2 separate regions of the Anser cygnoides genome follow, and region 1 is linked to region 2. The links are chromatin contacts, called in public Hi-C maps. All regions are on one chromosome and are shown on one strand. Each heading gives the region's core, a stretch centred on a gene start, on an enhancer-like site or on the middle of the called end of the contact. The rest is flanking DNA. Distances are from core to core; before and after follow the strand shown. Region 1 overlaps LOC106034209 (a long non-coding RNA gene). Region 2 holds the start of CNKSR3 (CNKSR family member 3).

What was found. A called contact is a pair of places that touch in the nucleus more often than the background predicts.
Region 1: a contact with region 2 is called in a Hi-C map of granulosa cells, with 1.9 times the contacts expected there. The contact joins the enhancer-like site here to the promoter of CNKSR3 in region 2. A contact is called at or near these places in 2 of 7 Hi-C or Micro-C datasets (granulosa cells and liver).

Annotation. Positions count from the first base shown.
Region 1 is chr3:55,484,329-55,490,234 of Taihu_goose_T2T_genome, reverse strand. All of the region lies in intron 1 of LOC106034209 (a long non-coding RNA gene), which reads left to right. Among named protein-coding and RNA genes, the nearest start is that of SCAF8, 19 kb to the left of the region's middle. Within about 2 kb of position 4,379, at least 1 of the 3 cell types and tissues checked has open chromatin away from gene starts, as enhancers often do.
Region 2 is chr3:55,405,805-55,411,212 of Taihu_goose_T2T_genome, reverse strand. CNKSR3 (CNKSR family member 3) reads left to right here and starts at 1,453. Exons shown (of 13, transcript XM_048076890.2): 1 at 1,453-1,648. The coding sequence starts at 1,597.

The DNA of each region.
Region 1 (5,906 bases), core at 3,130-5,629, 76 kb before region 2:
AGCAAGAGTTGGAGGCCTGGTCACAAATGTGCAATTTTCTGTTGGTGTGATCCCCTCTCAGATGGGGACTGGGCTGCCCCAAGACAGTGTGGGGTGCAGGCACTCTGTGGTTGGGAGATGTGCTTGGGTGAGGGGCAGCAGTTGGCCCTCCCAGCTGGGCCTGCTGCTGAAGGCTGGCCAGCAGCTGGGGAGGCTGTGTGTAGTGATTCTGAACTCATGATATAGCCCTAAAGGCACAGTACTTACTTGTATTTTTCTCCCCCTGTGCATCTGGGGGAGGATTTCATGCAACTAACACAGCAGATCAGAATAGAATTTCAGTCTCTGTTACCTGGAGCTTGTCATCCAGTACCCCAAAGAGGGAGGTGACTTTGTTACCCTTGTGGATTCAATACACTGCACCCTCACTAAAACCTGCTTATTTGTTCCCTTGAAGGCCCTGGATACGTTTTATATTTTGTTCCCTTAAAATAACAACAAATCTTGTTGAATAAAGTTCCCTTATCTGATAGAGGAGAAGGGGACAACATAATGAATCTTGATATCCACACTGTAAAATCTATTATGGACCTGAAGAGTGGTGCATGGGTGTGCTCCCGTTTGCTTTCACTCCTCCACCTCTGGATGTGGATAACCTTTATTCTGGTACAATGTTACTGCATTAGATCTGAAAGGTCCCCTGACATCACACGGCTAATCGGGGCTCCTCAGTGAATAGGATCTGGCCTTTTAGCAGTATCCTGAATGCACTATTGATTTGCTGACAGGAAGCCCTGTAGCGATAACAAAAGAAGAAATGATTCAGCAATCACCGGAAAGCCTCCCTTGATTTCACATCTGTGAGTCCATCTACTTCCATGCCAGCTGAGCTGCCTTCACATGAGAGGGAAGTTTCTCATTGTTCTGTACTTTGTTCTTCTTTTCTTTCTTTTTAGTGTAAAATGTCACATTTTCCACAGGCGCTATCAAAACCAAACTAAAACAACTGCTAGGGTGACAGTGTCAAAAAGTATTTACTACTAGCTGTAGCAGCAAATGAATACGTGAAGACAAAGTGCTGCATTATGAATGTCAGGGCAACTTCCAAAATTAGCTTAAGAAAGTCCAAGGGATTAGGGTATTGTTTTACAGAACTGTGACAGACCATTGCAGTCTCCAGGGTGACTCTGCTGCAGCCCTTTAATAGTGAAATCCCAAATCCTGCTTTAGATAAGTAGTTCTTGGTTTGTAACCTCAACAAAAAGGCACCATTCAAAGTTTAAAATGCTTTTCCTTTGTATTACAGTACCCAAAGTGCTTAAGTAACCAAGAAAATATTAGGGAATTCTTCTATTTAAAAAAGAAAGCAGTAAAGCCAGTCTCTGTTGATCCATGCTTCTGGTCCGAGTTGCTGAGCAGCGTGCTTGGCGTGACTGTGAGAATTCTTCTGCTGTATTTGGGCAATGTGTGTGCTAGAGCATTTTTATACTTATCTGGATGAACTCAAAACATCAAATGTTCTGTTCCAGATACTGGAACATTCAATGTTGTGTGCTTCCTAGTATATTTATTAACAGTTGCCTAACCCTAATTTTGCTTTATGATGCATAGCACAAAGTAGTGTGAAGGCTATGTATCCCTGTTTTAATGCAGTTTGTGATATAGAAATGTACAAATCACCTTATGAAGTCAAAGTAGTTGTCCATGTACTTTCAGTTCTTCTTAATTAATGAACAAGTCCGAGGTATTCCTGAACTTGAATCCTTTGCTCTAAGTCAAGAGGGAAATATTGCTCCTTTCTATAGAGAAAACTGTCTTCTTTCTCAAGCCTAGCTTTCCCACATTGGGGGTTGAGTAACTTTGTGTTATTTCTTCTCTTCTGGGTATTTTTTGGGGGTGTCTATTTTCAATAATATATTGCTGCATCGCTTCTGGGGGTTTTTAACTTAATTTAGGACTCTTGGAATTAATTTTTCTTTTGTGACTATACTGGAACAGCATTGCAGAGAAGCAAGGATTGTTTGCTGAGTCATCCTTAAGATCTGGTGTGAGGGTTTTCTTAAGGACTTGGGAAAACTTTGGCAGACTGATGCTCCTGCAGAGGTGTGGGGGATGCGACCCAGCATCAGAGGCACTGGAGGCCAGCCAAGGCACAGCACATCTTGCACTTGTTCCCTCCAGAGAGAGGGTAAGACGATTATATTTAAAACAATGAAGCAAGTCCTGCTTTTAGGTCTTGTCTTTGGAAGCTGCTAGCTGTCACTCCAGGGCCATGCCTGTGGTAGGATAGGGCTGCCCAGAGGGTGAGTGGATGGCAAAAGCTTTCTCTGGGGACTTAGTGAAGTGGTAGTCTGTAAATTGTGGCAAGGCTACTACGGAGTTAAGCACTAAAATGGTGTTAATCTAGAGCACCTCTGCAGTTGCTTAGTCTCCAGCAGTGTGGCATCCTGTTATAACAACCAGAGGGACTTCTCTGGAGTGGACCTCTGCACCAAGCTCTGGTGCTGCTCCTGCATGGAGTCACACAGGGGGCTGGGGAGTGCTGCAGGACCACCCCAGGACTCTCCCAAGCCCCTCATGGAGGAAAACATGACTTCAACACAAGCCTCTATGAAGGGAACGTCAAGCTCTGTGACTCAGGTTGATCCCTGTGCTGTGGGAATACAGACCATGACAAGACCTTAGGGGAAGAGCACTGGAGATAGTGCTTGCAGGAAAGGATGTCCTCTGGTGATCTGGCATTCAGCTGTGCAAGTGAGATGGGGGCATGAAGCACCTTTTCCATCGCTTAGGGACCCTCTGTTGCTATCTGCAGGCTTTATTTCAAATTCTGTCTGTTCGGAAAGCCTCTGGTCCCCCCCAAGCCCTGCAGGGGCCGGCCGCGGGCGCTGGAGGGCACTGCTGGACGGCTCAAAAACGCGTTGAGCCTGCTTGCAGGGCTGTAAGCGGCTCGCTCGGGCAGAACAGGCAAATGCAGACCTTTGTGGATGACTTGCATGCCCCACGCTTTTTTCTTTCGGGAGAAATCAACTTTTCCTCTCTCATCCCTCTAGCCCCACAGCTCGTTCCTGTGGAGCAGGGGAGGCAGCACAGGAGCACCACCTCCTAGCAGTCAGTGCACCGGCATCCCTTTTCGGCCCATTTTTGCAGAGCTTGGCCTCTGCCAGGAGCTGGCTGGACCCGTACAGGGCCAGAATTTGCATTCCTTGGGCTCCCCAGAAGGCCCTGAGCATGGGCGTCCCCTGGGCACCACAGGAAGGGAAACCCTGGGGAATCGGTCCAAGGGTCCCCAGCTGGAACAAGCAGTGTCCGTGTCCCAATTCTTGATAGGAAGTATCTAATAACACAGTGCTAATTGTTGTGTTTCTGCATACTTCATCACTAATTTTCTAGCAGACAGGCGGATACTGGAGGGGGCTAGCTGATTCTGTTCCATCGCACAGGGGGGCTGAGTGCAGGAAGTTGCATGTTATGCTTTCACATGGAAACATGATTTTTTTTTCTCCTTACGCTGCTATTTTTCCATGAATTCAAAGTAACTTGAAACTTATGGCTGTTCATTGAGTATGTGAAGTATTAGCCAATGTGACAGAATAAGTATTCCATATAAAGGAAATTCTTGATCACTGAAAGTCCATTCTAAAAAAAGCTAAATATTTATTGAATGTTGCTCCTAATGTGAACCTTTTAGCTGCCCTCGGGCAGGAAAATAGTAAATGGAGATGCTCTATAAAACTCTTTTGTTGCATCCAGGTTTCTTTTGTGGTTCTGAGGAGGCTCAAATTCTTTCTGAAGGATCTTTTTATTTATCTGTTTCTTGCCAGATTACTTAAGTGACTTATCTGTTGTTTCCATCACGGGAATTTTTTTTAGTGACCTTTGTGTCACTGGGAAATAATCATTTCTCTTAGCTACTGTTGATGCTTTCTTTCTCTAGAGCTCCCCAGGGAAGCAGATCCCCCGAGTCCCTATTCAGAGAAGAAAGCAGAGCGATTACTTACGGACTTCATTTGTATATGTAAAGATGGCTCATCTTGCTAAGAATCACTGTGATCAAGCCATCTCTGCTGGGACTTCTTACACTGATAAACAACATACATCACTCCTTACTGTTTATAAGCGCAGTCCTTATTCTCATGTGCAAAAAATGGTGCTATGAAAGAAGTGCATCTCAGTTTTCTTTACTGATGAAAGAGGCATATAATTCTTAAGGTGTTTAAATCACAAAAACAATTTGTGGGTGTTTTCTTTGACTTTGCCACAATGATAATATCTGGTTCATACAGCATGCTGATGGGTAACATTATTTTCATTTCTTACATGGGTACTGAGGCACAATGAAGTAAAATAACTCCCTGGAAAACACCCAAGCAGCACATGCCAGAAGTTGGAAAACAGTCAAGTATTCTCAGAGCTATCATCTGCTTTGTGCACAATGCTGCTCCTTCATTAAAACTGGAAGGATTTTCTTTTAGAGATGAGGAGGTCAAGCACTGTGAGTGGCATTTAAACTCTAACTTAGCTCCAGTTAGCTGAAAAATAATGCAATAGTGTGCACTACATTTAAAATGTAAATAACTTTACAAAAATTATTTTTAGTAAATCCTTGTAATGGAGAGAAAGAATGACAAGAAGAAAAAAGTACAGAGATGTCTGTTTAAAAAATGATTGTATGGCTACAATAACTAATGGCATGTAAACTTGATACAGCTAACCTGACAAGACCTATTGAAAGAATGCAAGGCTTGTTTGCTATGAATGTATTTTAGCCCTATAGCTAAGCTCTCATTATCCTTTATTTTTGGAAAAAAAAAGTGAGTGGCCTGTCCAACCTCTGTTGTAGGTGGTCCCCCATCTACAGCGTACTCTGAAAGGTGAAGGATCCTATTTACAGGACAGGTGCCATAAAGCATATGCTTATCAGCCATGACTGAATCAAGCTCTTTATCCTGTCCTGTCACATTTTTCCTTTGAACCTACAAGCCAGAGAAAGTGCCTTGTGATGTTGAAACTGTTTTCACAAAACATCAAAACTCCCACTTTGGACATCAGAAAACAGCCTCACTCTGTTGGGCTGAAAATAGAAATCCCTTTTCTTTAACGATCTGCTTGTCTGATCTCATGCCAGTAGGTCACAGCAAGGATTATCATTATATTGCTGATGCATCCCACTTTTCCTGTCCTCCTTCTCTTGTGACTTGAGGGTAGAGTATTCCTCAGGACCTCCAACCTGCCCTTCTTGTAGCCCTGCAAGGATTTTTCAGGGGCTGGCACTCCTACCAGCCCTAGTGCATGCTAGGTTTGCACCCACAATAGCTTGGGCCTGGCTGATCTGCCTTTTTGTCTGTGCAGAACAGTCATATACTGTTGAGTTTCTTGCTCAACGTCCAATGATCTCCATGTCATTGCAGGAGCAGGGAGCCATTCTCCAGAAAAGGGAGTTTCTACCTGTCCAGGGGGCTACTATTTTGGTACTGGCAACGGCCATGTGCAGTCTGTGGAGAGATTTGTATTGTGGTTTGGCCTTAAGTTGTGAAAGAAAAGCTTGCTTTAAGGTAATAAATGTTCATGATTGCTGTAAGACTACTTGAAAACATTGGTGTTTGTTTCAATCCTTCAGAAAGTGAGCAAATGTGCTGGTTCTGGTAAGTTTTGACAGGCAACCTTCTAATAACCATCAGCATGATGAACACATGATGCCTGTTCACTGTGAGAAAGCTAAGAGGAAAGTTGAATTCTTATTTCCTTCTCATTTTGGGGATTAAAGCTGGGAGGGATCACCTCTTACCTCTTATATCTGGGTCTTCCAGTCCCTTCTCTGCTAAGCTGAGAAGCTTTAAGATGATGGCCAAATGTGCCTATAAAACTCTGAAGGCGAGGGGATGTTGTTTCTGAAACTATGTGCTTGTGTGGTAGGTCTTATCTTT
Region 2 (5,408 bases), core at 204-2,703:
CAGGATTCAGAAATAAACCAAATACCAATACTGGGAGAAGAGCGGTTGATGGCAGCCTGCAGCGGCTGCTAAAATTGCCACAGGGCTGTGACTCACACGGAGCCGCCACTGAAGTGCCTGGCCACCAGGCCACCCTTGGGCAGGTCCTGGTTGTGGGGCAGGACAGCAGGCGGCCCCCTAATCGCCACCCTTCTGCCCGCCCGGCCACGGTCAACCCACCCCTTCAGAAACCGCAGCGAGGAGAAATGTCCCACGTTTCCGTCCGTCCTTCCCTTCCACACAGCACAAAGCTACCTCAACAGCAGCCCCCCTCTTGCACACGGAAATCCTGAGCCTATAAAATATGTTAGTTTTAAAAAAATATGTTTCTGAGAGTTCAAAAACATTGCTTTTTTTCACATCTGCACAGCATATATTGAAATTTAATTTGCCTTTTTGTACACAGTGTGTTAATACACCGACCCCTACAATGTTTTATATAAAACTATAAACGCTACAAAGCAACTGTGACTGTGAAAGGCACAAATAACACTTAGTAGTTTCAAAAGAAACAAACTGCTGTAATTCTGGAAATCATCCCTTTGTTAAAGTCTCTACAGTCTATTGACTATTGGCTTTATTGGAGTCATTCACGTAGCAGGCACATTTGTCATCGTGCTGAACTTTGGAGGTCTGCACAAGAAATGCCAGTGTAAAAGGCAACATTTAATTGCTTTGCAGAAGAAAGGAGGATCTGTATCTGTTTTTGACCCCACTTCACTTTCTTTTAGCGTGCTGTGCAGAAACACCATGTAGAGATTTCAGTCATGTTTACGTAAAAGTGTTAATTATCAAAGTATAATGCCATACATCATGACACATATGTTACAGGGGCTGTGTTCAGCATGTTTTGAAACACACTGTCCGGTACGTGTATATAAAAGTTTTCTAATCCAAAATGTGCAGAGTAAACTGAAGCAACCACGACAGAACTGTTCTTAGGAAGGCTACAGCCTACAAGGGACATGATAGGTGATGGCAGGCTTCTCGGTACTGGCACAGAAAACCACAGTTTTCTTTTCGAAGCCGGGATCTTGAAAACTTCACTTTCTGCGTGTTGGTTTTGTGTATTTATTTATTATTTTACTCAAACGCTCGATCCCTCCCGGAGCAGCCTCCCTGCCCCGCCGCGGCCATTTCCTGCCCGGGCCGGGCCGGCCGCCTGGGGGTTGCCATTTGGAGGGCAGCTCAGACCCCGAGCCCCCACAGGGACTTTCTCCTCGGCGCTTTTCCACATACGGCGCCGGGCCGGGGACAGCCGGCTCTCGCTAGGCCCTCGGGCCGAAACCCGCCGGCCCTCAGGCCAGCTCCGGACGGCCGAGGGGAGCCGGGCGGCAGCACCTGGGGGCGGAGCGGCGGCGGGGCGGGCCCGGCCGCGGCCCGCGGGAGGAGCCGGCCCGGGGGGACGGCCCGGCCGGCGCGGGGCGGGCGGGGAGCGGGGCCGCGGGGATGGGAGCCTGAGAGGGGGCGAGCTCGCGGCCGGAGGAGCGCGGCGGGCGGCGGCAGCGGTGGTGCCGGTGTCCCGCAGGGGCAGGTCCCGGCGGGGCCGAGCCCGCCATGGAGCCGGTGACCAGGTGGAGCCCGAAGCAAGTGGTGGACTGGACCAAGGGTAAGGGCGCCTGCGCTGCCCGGCACGGCTCGGCACGGCCCGCGGGAACTTTCTGGTGCCGGGCTCGGCGGCCCCGTGGACGAGCGGGGCCGGCGCCTCCAGCGCCGCCGCGGCGGTGCCAGCCCCAGCCGCAGCCCCGTCCCGGGAGCGGGCGGCTTCCAGGCCGGTTCCCTCTCCGTGCCCGTGAGCCCCGGGCGCTTTTTCCTCCCTCTCCGGGGTGCGGGGGCGAGGCGAGCCCCGTCGGCAGGGCGGGCGGCTCCGGCGGAGCCCCCCTGGCGCTCGCTCCCGTCCCCCTGCGGCCGTGCCCGGCGGGGGCAGCTCCCCTCCTGCCGGCCGGTCGATAGGCCACGCGAGTTGGCTTGCAGCTTTTCGGAGAGATACCCGCCCGCTGGCCGAAAACACCTTGGCTTGTAAGTTAAGCAAAGTTAAGTGAAGGAGGAGAGCTCGAGTTAAGCAAGGCGTTCGCAAAGCCCGTCCGCTGGTGCAGCTCTGGGAAGCTGTTTCCTGAGAGAAGGGAGGTGGGGGCTGCGAGCTGTGCCCCCAGGTGCCCCACGTCCCTCGGGGGGGTCACCTGCCGTGCTCGGTGGCTGTTTTTATTTATTTATTTATTTATTTGTGAAGGCAGTGTTGGCTTCAGCTGTGTCAAGCCTGGTCGGACACTGCCAGTGCTTTCTGAATGGCAGTTAGAGGACTGCTCTCGCAGTTCCTGCTCTGCAGTGCGAAAATCAAAAGGGAAATAGCTCTGAATTAGGTGAGAGGCTTGTGACTTGTGGGATGGACTGCTGTTGTCTCGCAGGACTGTGTTTTAGGGCCATCACCCTTTGTTACATAAAGCGTTTTCCCAGGCTTTGCTTGATTTGAAGTTGATGCAAAATTACGAATGCTTTGAGAGTTGAAAGCTCCCCTGGATTAGCAGCGGCACTCACTTATAGCAGCCATTACTTCGATGTCTCAGGACCATAATGCTGATTAGACTGCATGCCTGTGGTCAGCACTTGGCAGGAGTTTGGTTCGAGACTGAGTCAAATTTGGAAAGCAGGCTAATGTTTTCGTACAGAGAGCAAGATGGATACTCCCAGCCCTCCTGAGTGTGAACATGTGTCCGGGCGTGCCGGTGCCAATGATGGACTGTGAGCGCAGCCTCTGGAAGGAGAGGAGTCCGCACAGACGTGCTGCAAAGTTGTGCGTTAACATCTAAATAACTTCCCCAGAAAGACCTCTCTTTCTGCTATTGGTATTGGTTTAAACAGGAGTGCATTGTTACAATGAAATAAGCCTTTTGCTTTGGCATGTGGAATATTTATATAATGCTGTTCCCTCATTGTGTCTTTTCTCTTGGGCACTGAAAGTTTGTTACCTTGCCAGATTAAAGAGTAAACCTGCTAATCATTTTAAAAGGCTTTATTATACTTGAGCATGCTTGGCTTGCTTTCTTGCATAATTTATTTTACTTGCAGGTTCCTTGAACAGGTAACTCTTTAGTTGGACCCTCAATTAGTGTTATGCAGAATAATTTGAGGCCTGGCTGTAGTTGGAAGGTGAATCTTCTGACTAATGCTAACGCGTGTCCTTTGAAATGCAAAGGAATAAATTAAAGACTGCTAGTGACTTTTGTTTCTGCTGTTGTTTTTCAGTTTCCAGGTAAGCATTTGACTTCTTCATTGCACGGCGTCTTTTTACGTCACTCCCTGCATGACAAGATTGTAATAAAGAAATGAGATGTGGAAAACTTTATTTTTTGGTTAGACTTTCATCGCTGCTCATTAAAATTGACACTTTAATAGTAGCCTTATTAATACTACGTTTCATGGCTTATTTCTAAGCCAAAATGCTTAACTACTATGTAGTTCACAACCACTGCATTTTATGTTTGAGAAGAGACCAATAGTCTGTATTTTAACTTATGAATATTATCTTCAATTCTCGAGGCTAGTTTTATAAATATACTGATTAACAGAATGTTTGGAGAGGAGCTTATGCCTTTTGTTTGACTATCACTGTCCATCTAGGGACATAATACCGTGATCTTCACTCAACTGGTCAAGCTATGGGAGAAAATGCTTTGGCTGGTGATGTTTGCTGCCTGTAGTTAGTGCTGTGGTGCCGTGGAGATGTATTCTAGGAGAATGACATAAATAACTATGGTGGGAGTTGCCAACTTGCAGTGGGGAGATTGGTTTTGCAGATAATGATGCATGCATGTCATACAACGATAAAAGCATCTTGGAAAAAGTTAAGGGAGTAGTGGAAATAAATGGTCTGATTTAGTCCATTTTTAATGTTCAATGGAAAACGGAGAAGTTCAGGAACTATTTTTCTATTTTGAATTTGTTGACAATCAAGCATCTATTAATTGATACTTTTAAATTGAAAACAAAACAAACAAAAACAGCAACTACAAAAAAAAAAAAAAGACGACAAAACCCCACCTTTTCCCAACTAAAAGAAACATAGAAACTTTCCCCTATTCCAGGAAGCAATTACCAAAAAACCAAGTCCAAAAGTAAGCTGTATAACTACATCTGGACAGTTAGCTTATTTGCTTTTTGTGAACCTGGCTTCCTTTAAAAAACAGACAAAACTTTAACTTTTTTTTTTTAACAGGACAACTCTTATCCTGAATAGTCCCTTTCTATGATTTTTGAGCTATTTGCTTCTATGCAGATTCTGTAAATAGGCTTTATCTGTAATTTAAAATAGAACCTATTTTGAATTAGTTACAGAAAAGTGAATATTTTTAGATTTTTGTAGCCAGATTTTAAATGAAAAGAGCTTTGTCTATCTCTAGCAACAATAGGTGATACCAGAAGCTGTCGCTTGTGTTCTCTTGTTAATTCGGACTAGAATGCTGCTGTTTTTGTGTGAAGAAGGGTGTATTTCTGGCAAAGAGACTGTACTGACAGTAGTAGAATCGCAAAGAGTGGGTCCAGTGAAAGCGCAGCTCCTGCTGAAGGAGTTGTACTTTTGCTCACTAGCAGCTTTGTAGGTGAAGCATTTCTTAAGCTTTTAACAAGGATATGATGAATCTTCAGCTGCCGCATCAATATTCGGAAACTGATAACTGTGTGGGCACCTCTTTGATTTCTGTCCAGAAGAGGTGCTGGTGTAGTTACGGGCTTCTCTTACAGTGTGACATGGACTTGAGCAGTATTTGGGGGCTTTCTTTAGCAGTGGAAAGGTACTTTTTTTTTTTTCTTCTAGGTTGTTGTGTTGAATTGACTTGCTTGCAGATGGTTGTGGAGCTTGTTTAATGATTTGGCCTTCACTGTTTTCTTGGAACTGACTGAACCCAGATGTTGATCTTCTTGAGATGATCCTTTATGGGAGAGAAATTAACTCCTGCCTGGCATTGCAGCTGACCTGCAGCCTTGCTCCTGTGTGGGCCAAGATGTTCGTAGGCTCAGAGTCCTCACTTCATTCTCACACTGCTCTTGTACTTCTCCTCCCCCCCAGAGCTTTTAAAGAAGGGAGTCCTGGAGTAATTCAGTTGTGTTGTATTGTAATTCAGTTCAGTGTTGGGACAGGCTGACAGCCGTAGAGATCACAGCACATCTGCTGTACTGCTGATGGTATCATTTGACTGTGGGCTTGTAGTTTTCTGGGCTTTGGCTATCCTGGATGCAGAAGCCATCAAGAACCCATTGACACAGGGCCACGTGTGTGGAAAAATCTCAAGAACCCACTGACATAGAGTGGAAAAATCTCCAGCACAGAAGTAGCATAACTCTTCTGGCAGAGGAACAATTTGAAGAAAACGTAA